Regions from separate parts of the Sus scrofa genome. Here region 2 is linked to region 1. Evidence: chromatin contacts called from public HiChIP or PLAC-seq data. All regions are on one chromosome and are shown on one strand. The core of a region is the stretch at or near the end of the contact, and the rest is flanking DNA. Distances in the headings are between cores, read along the strand shown. Region 1 holds the start of SHMT1 (serine hydroxymethyltransferase, cytosolic). Region 2 holds the start of FLII (protein flightless-1 homolog).

Region 1 (4,759 bases), core at 1,233-3,732:
AGGGAAAAAATATTAACAACTCAAATCAAGAAATATATAAAAATGAAAATACACTTGACTAAGTGGGGTTAATCCCAGAAATACAAGGCTTATGCAATACAGTAGTTTTCTTCTAGTAACTTTTGCCTAATTTCTGCAAAGAGGTGGAACGTGGAATCATAAACTGTGTTGGAAGGTGTTTACCGCTTCTCTGTTTTTCCGAAAGACTTTGCCTGGAATTCTTTCTTTCGTAAATGTTTGCTAGATAGGAAAAGTATCTGGGTTTGGAGTTTTCTCAATGGGAACTTTAAAAATATATAAATTCGAGGAGTTCCCATTGTGGCTCAGCAGAAACACATCTGACTAGTATCCCATGAGGACGCAGGTTTGAACCCTGATCTTGCTCAGCAGGTTAAGGATCCAGCGTTGCTGTGAGCTGTGGTGTAGGTCGCAGAGGCGGCTCGGTATGCCTGTTGTGTAGGCCGGCAGCTGCAGCTCCAACTAGACCCCTAACCTGGAAACCTCTATATGCCGTGGAGGGTGGCCCTTTAGAAAAATAGAGAGACAAAAATACATAAATTCAAGTTCTTTACTTGATATGAAACTTCATAATTTCTATTTCTTCTTAAGTCGTTTTTGGTCATTTGTGTCCTTCAAGGAATTTGTCCGTTTCATTTCAACTCCCTTATTATTGTTTAATGCTTGCTTGATTTATACTGATAGCTCCTTTTGCCATTCCTGCTATTGGTAATTTGTGTCTTCTCTCTCTTTTTTTTTTTTTTTTTTTTGGTCTTTTTGACTTTTCTAGGGCCACTCCTGCGACATATGGAGGTTCCCAGGCTAGGGGTCGAATCGGAGCTGTAGCTGCCGGCCTACGCCAGAGCCACAGCAACGCGGGATCCGAACCACGTCTGCGACCTACACCACAGCTCACGGCAACGCCGGATCGTTAACCCACTGAGCAAGGCCAGGGATCGAACCCGCAACCTCATGGTTCCTAGTTAGATTCGTTAACCACTGCGCCACGATGGGAACTCCTTCTCTCTTATTTTCTTGCTTATTCTGGCTAGAGGTTCATTCGTCTTGATTTCTCCGCAGCTTTGATTGCGTTTCCTTCTCTTCTCCTTTACATGGTTGAGCGCAATTATAAAAGTTGGATTAGGAGTTCCCGTCATGGCGCAGCAGAAGTGAATCTGACTTGGAACCATGGGGTTGTGGGTTCAATCCCTGGCCTTGCTCAGTGGCTGAAGGATCCGGCGTAGCTGTGGCTGTGGTGTAGGCCGGCGGCTGTAGCTCTGATTATACCCCTAACCTGGGAACCTCCATATGCCTTGGGTGTGGTCCTAAAAAGAAAAAAAAAGAAAAAGAAAAAGAAAAGAAAGTGGAATTAATATCCTAGTGTGCTAGTTTCCGCACCTCTGTCATCTCTGCCTGTTTCTATTATTGATGATTTTTCCTTTTGTGGGGCCCATTTTTCGGCTTCTTGGCACGCTTACTAATTTTTCATTGAACACAGGACATGGGATGTGATTTGCTGAGTATTTGAACTTTGTGGTCCCCTTTAAAGGGTGTTGGACTTTGCTCTGCTCAGCAGTTACTTGTGGTCAAACTCATGTTTGATCTCTTGGAGGCTTTTAGAAATAGTTTATCTCAGGAGTTCTTGTCGTGGCTCAGTGGCAACATACCTGGCTAGTATCCATGAGGTCGCAGGTTCGATCCCTGGCCTCCCTCAGTGGGTTCAGGATCCAGCGCTGCTGGGAGCTGTGGTGCAGGTTGCAGACGCAGCTCAGATCTGGCATTGCTGTAGCTGTGGTGTAGGCCGGAAGCTCCAGCTCCAGTTCGACTCCTACCCTGGGAATTTCTGTAGGCCGTGCATATGGCTCTAAAAAGACCAAAAAAAAAAAAAAAAAAGTTTGTTTCAAAATAATGATGAAATTAGATAGTGCAGAGAGGGCCTGTGAGTCCTTTACCCAATTTGCCCCGCGCCTACGTCTTTCCTAACTATCCTACGGTATCAAACTCAGGAAATGTATACAATGCGTGTAGCAGCTCCTGCTGGGGCACACTGGGTTAATGATCTGGCTGGTCTCTGAGCGGGTGCCATCCCCAGCCTGGTGCCGTGGGTTAAGGATCCAGCATTGCTGCCGTTGGGGTGTAGCTCACGGCTCCAGCTTGGATTCCATCTCCAGCCTGGGAGTTTCCATGCGCCCTGGGGGCCGTGGAAAAAGAAATAACATGAACTAAAATAGATAAATAAAACTAAATAGTGTCTATTTCTAAGTCCTTTTAGCACGTGTCTGGAGTCACAAGCAGTGGCTTCTCGTGTCCAGGGTTTTCCTCTCCATGGCAGCCCCAGCGGCCCTAACGTCGGGACTGGAAGGCTGCGGGGAGAAACAAGGCATGGTTTCACGTGGCCTGTCGCTCTGAGCGGCACAGAGAAGTCTCGCGCCATCTCGCCCGGGGCCATGAATGATCCGTTTGTCTGGCTCCGTCCACCTGTTCGGGGCCGAGTTGCCCCGTCTGTTATCAGATCAGCTGCGGCAGCGTTGCAGAGCTTGTGCTCAAGGGACCCCTGTTCTGCTGAATAATTGTCCGAAGGTGCAGGTGCCGTGGCGCGGGCAGTGGGGACTTGCCAAGGGGGGAGACCGGCGGGGCTGCCTTTAAGCAAGAAGGGGAACGTTCTCCCCTCAGTACGGAAAGAGACGAGGTGTGTGCTGACGTGGCTGAGACCTAAGGTAAGAAGAACCCTTTCAAGTGAGCTTCAGTGGACATACAATGTTGCAGGTTTCGGGGTACCTGGGAGTGATCCACGATTTTTACAGGTTATACTGCACTTACAGTTATTATAAAATACTGGTTATATTCCTGTGCCATACAATATATCCTTGCAGCTGATGTATTTTATACATAGCAGGTTGCATCTCTTAACGCCCTACCCTTCCCTCTTCTCACTAGTTTCTTCTTTGAATCTATCAGTCCCCCCCTCCTTTTTTTTTTTTTTTTTTTTTTTTTTTTTTTGCTTTTTAGGGCTGCACCTGTGGCCTATGGAGGTTCCCAGGCTAGGGGTTGAATCAGCGCTACTTCTGACAGCCTACGCCACAGACACAGCAATGCAGGATCCAAGCCACATCTGCGACCTACACCACAGTTCGCAGCAACGCCGGATTGTTAACCCACTGAGTGAGGCCAGAGATGGAACTCTCCATCTCATTGTTCCTAGTCGGATTCGCCTCCGCTGAGCCACGACGGGCACTCCTCCTGTTGAATTTTATGTAATCTTGATGTGAATACTTTTTCAGACACACGGTTTGCAAATATGTTCTCCTGCTATGTAGCTTTACCTCTTCATCCTCTTAACAGTCTCGAATAAAGTAAATCTGGGTTGCCCTCCCCTTCCTCACAAGTCTGGGCCCTGTGCTGCTTGTGTCAAGTCTGCAAGGAGCTCTTGGATAAGGTTGTTTTTGTTTGTTTTGCTGATTTTTTTTTTTTTTTTTGCTTTTTAGGATCGCAGCATATGGATGTTCCCAGGCTAGGGGTTGAATTGGAACGACAGCTGCTGGCCTGCGCCACAGCCACAGCAATGCCATCCCCAAGCTGCGTCTGTGACCGACACCGCAGCTCATGCCAACGCTGGATCCTTAACCCACTGAGCGAGGCCAGGGATCGAACCCACAACCTCATGGTTCCTGGTCGGGTGCGTTTCTGCTGTGCCCCCACAGGAACCCCTCTTGGAGAAGTTTTGCCCCGTTTCTTGGTTGTTTATCTGGGAAGGTTAAGTCCAGTCTGTCATCCGCCTGGAAGAGGGTGTCTGCTTTGTATCTTTAACACACTTTTACACGGCAACACAGGAAGTGATAACAGTGGCGTTTCAAGTTCCTTTTTTTTTTTTTTTTTTTTTAAAGTGTTGCTGACTAGGGAAGAAAGAGAGGCAGAGGCAGAGGCAGCCTGATGGCAGGGATGACAGAGCGGATGGGGCTCCAGCTGTCTGTCCACCTCCCTGCTCCCGCCCCCCCTGGAGAAATCAGAGCCGTGAGGTGGCTGTGACCCTCGCTCAGGCAGGTTCCTTGTCCCCCTCGGGCAGAGTCAGTGGGTCTCTTCTCTGCCACCACCCCCCCCCCGCCAGGATTTGTCTCTCCTTCTCCCCTCTCTGTGACACTTCCCCCAGAGGGTCAGCTCGGCCTGGGAGTGGACGAGCTGGTCCCTGGGAATGTGGGGGAGAACGAAGGCCGTGGATGGTGTGTCTGGAGAGCCCAACACCTGGAGGAAGGCAGAGGACGAGTGAGCAGGGCCCAAAGTGGACTTGAGAAGAGCTCAGAGAGGTCGAGCGACTTACTCAGGGCTGCCCAGCACATTCACTTTGCATACCTCTGCGTGCCTTTGTGGCAGAATCAACCGACTGGTTTGCCGTCCTCGTCTGCCCCTGACCCGTGTGCCTCTTCTAATGAGTTAGCATCCGCCCCCCACATGTGTTCACGTGGGGAGCATAGCAGCCGTGGGCCAGGGAGTATTTCAGCCTCCTCACCCCGTATTGGCTGCAGCTCCATCTCCCCCTCCCTTTACAGTGGCAGGAAGAGGCGGCAGAGCAACAGGCAGAGAGAAGAAAGGTGTTGGTCCCTGAGAGTGGAGCCGCTCGGAAGCTCTTCACAGAACAGATGGTCTGAGTGGCGGAGGAGGGGCCCCGGGGTGACAGGGCCTTCCTTTCCTTGAGGTTCATCGGTGAAAGGACCCGGGTGAGCCGATGGCTTCCCACCCACCCTGCCCCGCCCAAGGCTCTAGAATG
Region 2 (4,759 bases), core at 1,015-3,514, 61 kb after region 1:
GGTTGGTCCACCTGTAAGAGAGCCAGGGCACAGTGTAAGAGAGCCAGGGCACAGTGACTGCTCAGCTGGGGTGGGGGGGGGGCATGGCCAGCCTGTCAGCAGGACAGCAGGGTGACATCATGCCAGGGTCACTGAGTCAGGGGGCTTCCTGAGAACTTCTGAGAATGGGGCCACTTGCAGGGTTTCCTGGGAGGCCTCCCTGCCCAAGTGCCCCACCCAAACCTGCAAACAACCAGCCCCCCGGGTCTCAGAGGGAAGGCCCTGAGGCCCACGGCAGGGCAGGGAAGGGAGGCCACATCCATCCCACCCTCAGGACCCCCGACGTCGCCAGAGACCGTGAATGAGATGGATCTCACTGCCACCACCCCCACTTTGCAGAGAATCAGGTGGCTGACCCACACGGTGAGTGCAAAGCCTCTAGACCCTCACCCTCCCCACGGTCAGGTCCCAGGGGTGGCCTCGTCCTGGTTTCTGACCAGGGCTGGCAAAGCTGGAGGAAACCAAGGCCCAGAGAAGGCCACAGCTTGGGGTCCTAGCAGCTTGCCCTGAACCCCTCTCAGACCTTTGGGGTCACCTCAGTGAAGCTCAGGGGGCCTCAGCTATAACCCCCCACCCGCCAGTCTCAGCAGGGCAGCCCCCAGAGGCAGAACTGTCGAGTCTGAGAAAGCGAGGTCGCTGCCCCGGGGGTGGGGGCAGGAGCTACCTGCAACAGGTATGTGCCAGAGGAGGTTAAAGGCCCCACTGTGAGGGCAGCTAGCAAGGTGACTCAAGACTCCAAGCAGGGCTGGACAGGGGCCTCCCGGGTTTGGGACAATGCTGGGTTGGGAGGCCTCGGCTGCTGGGAGGCCAGGCCATGGAAGGTAGCTGTGGATCCGAGGCCCTGCGTTTGCTCATCTGCAAAGTGGTGCAGGTGCGCTAGGAAAGGTTTAAAGTAAGTGGCCTGGAAGGGATGAGCTGGGGTGGGACCGAGTGAAGAGGGTGTGACCAAGAGACAAGCCCAGGACACCAGTCAGACGGCCCGGCAGGACAGCTAAGGACGCCTGAGCAGATGACTCTTAGCTCAGAGCCAACTCAACCCCAAGGACTTCTGGCCGCCCTGCTTTGGGCGGGTGCCCGGCTCAGCTGCCAGGTAGGGCCTGCAGCCCCGCACCCACGCCTCGCTCCCAAACTAAAAATAGGAAAGACGGCCGGGGTTGACCCAGCATGGCCCTTGGAAGGCTTCCTCGTCGGAGATGAGTACTGCCACCGCCCCCCTGCCTGACCTGGGTCACCGCCCAGCTCCTGAGGGGGCTGCGCACACCCCAACCAGCGAAGGGGAGAGGGCGCGGCCGGGCCTCCCCTCCTCCTACAAGCCCCGGCTGGCGAGGGCACCGAGGCCCTGGGGACGCCAGGATGGACCCAGGATAGGACCCATCCAGACAGGACCCGAGCTCGGAGGCCAGCCCCAGCCCTTCACCAGTGGCCCTTTCCCGGCCGGAGAGCGCACCCAGGGAGGCCACGCCCCCACGCTCTGGCCGTACCTGCGTCGCGGCTTCGGCACACCTGCCGGCGGACACAGGGGGCCTGCTCGGGCCGCGCACCCCGGGGCCGTCCGGGAGTGGAACGTGAAAGACCCGGGAACCGAACGCGGAGGCCCGGGGGGCGGGCGCGTGCCCGGCGAGCAGACCGGCAGGCTCTGGCTCCAATCGGAGCGCTCGAAGCCTGCGCCCACGTGCCGCCCTGAGGCGCGCTCAGCCAATGGCGGCCGCGCGCTCCTCGGGGCGGGGCTTCCCGGCGCGCTGCTTCTTAAAGGGACAGGGCCGCGCTCCCAACCGCGACGGGGGAGAAGGCGAGCTTCCTTCTAGCTGGCACGCACCCTGCGGGCCTCTGGGTCTCTGTGGTCTGCTGCTGCCTTTCTCGTGAAGGGCACAGCGGCCTTGTCGCCTACTGGGGCTGCCATGTGCCAGCCAGGGGACGCCTCCCTCGGGGGACGAATGAGAACGTAACTGCACTCGGAGTCGCCTCCAAGCGCGGGCGCCGCGCCCCAGGGAGCGCTTCACGGGAGGCAGGCCCGCGGCTCTGGCTGAGGACCCTAGCATCCAACTCCCGCTGCCCCGTGCGCCCAGGCCTGGGTCCCGAGCCACCGGGGGCCCGGGAGCCAGCAAGCGCCGGCTGTTGAGCCTCGGGCGCCGAGGCCGAGTCCGGAGCAGAGGGCCCGGCGGCGGCGGCGGCAGGCCGAGGGGCGGGGCCGACGCGCGCCCCGCCCCGCCCCCGCGGCGCCCCGCCCCGCCCCGCCCAGCGCCGCCGGCCGCCCGCGCCCGCGCCCCGCAGCCTGCCGAGCTGCGCCGCCATGGAGGCCACCGGGGTGCTTCCGTTCGTGCGCGGCGTGGACCTCAGCGGCAACGACTTCAAGGTGAGCCCCCGGGCGGCGGCCGGGCCTCCCCCAGCCCGCCCCTCCGCTTCCTGCGGGCCCCGGACCCGCGGACCGGCTCGCTGGGCCTGGGCCCCGTCCCGAGCCGACCGCCGCGCCTCCGTCCCGCGCCCGCGGCGGGCACCCAGGCAGAACGCCGCGGGCGCGCGCGGAGAGCCCCCACCGGGCTCCGTCCAGGCGCCGGGCCCCACCCAGCCGGCCCGGGTCGGGAGCCTGTGCCCCCGCCTCCCCAGCCCTCCCTCCCCGCCCCTGTGAGGTCACACGCCCGAGCGGAGCCCTGACTCACGGCCGCGCCGCCGTCACTGCCCTGCCCCCTCCTGCCACCCCCATCCTGTGTGGTCTTGGGCAAGTCACTTCCCTTCTCCGAGCCTCGCTTTCTCATTCGAGGAAGGCACTTGAGATTAGTCTTCCGAAGGCAGGGATGCGTTTTCGTGGCGAGTGCGTCTGGCAGGTGTCGAGACCCAGGCGGCAGTTGTTTGAACAGCTGCTGAACTGAACAACCTGGGTCTCAAGGACCAGGCACTGGGGATGAGGGAGGCTGTTTTGGAGACCGGGAACCAGGCGGGCAGGGCTGGGCACCGGAGAGGAGGCGGGGCAGCAGCAGAGGCCAGAGTCAGCCTGGCTCCAAGAGGGTCATCTCCTCGGCAGGATGGGCCAGTGGGCAGACTCCGGCTGGGGTCAGTATAGTGTCAGCCCGGGTGTGCAGGGCCCAGCGGCCCAGGCTTTGGCTGGGACCCCGGGGTCGGGCCAGGGCTGAGGAGGCAGGCTTTTCTTCCTGCCTTGTTCCCTGTGTGCACCCTTGACCCTGTGCCCAGGCAGCCATACCACTTTCCTCTGCCTCCTGCCCACCATCCTGTCTGGGGGTCCCCACGTGTCCTGTACAGAGTGGGAGAGTCTGAGTCACCAGCTGGGAGTTGTAGCCGTAGGGGGAAGGGGACACCAGCCAAGGGCAGTGAAAGCACACACTGCCTAGGCCCCATGCCACAAGGGTGGGGGTACTGAGTGGGCATTTGGTTGTGGGAAGAGCTGCGAATGAGTGAACTAACCAACGGGGCTGAGGCTGGGCGACTGGCGGGGCTGGGGAGCTGTGTGCTGACGGCAGGGTGGGAGCACAGGTGGGACCTTGGAGAAGCTGAGGGGTACCCCTAACCCAGGTGCCACAGCAGGTTCGGGATGCCAGGCAAAGGCATGGAGCCCATCTAAGCACATAGTTGGGAGTGGCTGTGTCATCTGGAACAAGGCTTCCTGGGGCTGAGGTTCCAACAAGAGAGACGGGTCTCAGGGCAGCAGGTGTCTTGGATGTTAATTGGTGGTCATGACGCTTTTCCCCAGTGGGGGGGGTTTATGAATCCTGTGGGTGGGAAATTAAAGCACAGGGTGGCAAAGTGACTTGTCCAGGGTCACACAACCAGTCAGAGATGACTTTTGCTCCACAAGAGCCCCCATGGGCAGTGGAGGCCACAGGGGGTGGTAGAGCAGGGGCACCCCGTTTCCGGACCAGCGTCATCATGACGTACCACCTAGGGTGGCTACTTCCCTGAGAATGTCAAGGCCATGACCAGTCTGCGATGGCTGAAGCTCAACCGCACTGGCCTGTGCTACCTGCCGGAGGAGTTGGCCGCCCTGCAGAAGCTGGTAGGAATCTCTGGGCCAGCAGGGAGGGTCCCTGTGGATGGGGCTGGCCGGGCGGGCAGAGCCTGGGCGGACGACGCAGAGGATGCCAACGGCCATAGGCAGGGCTAGTGGGGAGGGAGTGAGCATCCCGTCCCCAGAGGAGTGCAAGAAGAGTCTGGGTCTGGGAGGGAGGGAGGCTACAGCGTGGACTGGGCCCCTGTGGCCATGGGGGGGTGGGTCTTGGGGCAGGGAGGGACACAGGGACAGCCCGCACACCCTGCTGAACCTCTGCTCCCCTGTCCCTGCCCAGGAGCACCTGTCAGTAAGCCACAACCACCTGACCACGCTTCACGGGGATCTGTCTAGCCTGCCATCGCTGCGGGTGAGTGCTGCCCTAGGGCGGGGGTGAGGGCAGGACCAGCGCCTCCGTCCACCCCGCGTCAGGCTCAGGGACCCTCTCCTGAAGTGGGGGAAAGGAGGCTTCCTTGGGTTAAGTAACCCGTGAGGGAAAAGGTAAAAATTCAAAATGCCACCTGTTGTAAACAACTACGTAACAGCTGATGCTGATTAAGCCCCTTGCCACCCCTCCCAGAAGGGCTTTTTCACACAATCCCCGCGCCCAGCAAGTTCACAGCTGAGGATGCTTGGCCATGGAGGCAGGTCCCTGGCCCAGGATCAGCCCGCCAGGCAGTGGGAGAGCTGGGCAGGCTGGGGTTGGGCTGGGAGGGGAGGTGC

The links. HiChIP or PLAC-seq counts read pairs in DNA pulled down with a chosen protein or histone mark.
Region 2: a contact with region 1 is called in an H3K27ac HiChIP or PLAC-seq map of alveolar macrophages. The contact joins the promoter of FLII here to the promoter of SHMT1 in region 1. A contact is called at or near these places in 1 of 5 promoter capture datasets (liver), 5 of 47 Hi-C or Micro-C datasets (embryonic fibroblasts, fetal skeletal muscle, liver and 2 more) and 2 of 2 datasets of contacts at active chromatin or transcription factors (alveolar macrophages and skeletal muscle).

Annotation. Positions count from the first base shown.
Region 1 is chr12:60,411,939-60,416,697 of Sscrofa11.1, forward strand. It overlaps SHMT1 (serine hydroxymethyltransferase, cytosolic), which reads left to right and starts at 2,483. Exons shown (of 15, transcript XM_021067992.1): 1 at 2,483-2,714; 2 at 3,882-4,034; 3 at 4,542-4,709.
Region 2 is chr12:60,473,458-60,478,216 of Sscrofa11.1, forward strand. FLII (protein flightless-1 homolog) reads left to right here and starts at 2,265. Exons shown (of 30, transcript XM_021067983.1): 1 at 2,265-2,392; 2 at 3,935-4,045; 3 at 4,335-4,406. The coding sequence starts at 2,330. It overlaps MIEF2 (mitochondrial dynamics protein MID49), which reads right to left and starts at 2,238. Exons shown (of 6, transcript XR_002337405.1): 1 at 1,856-2,238; 2 at 1-11.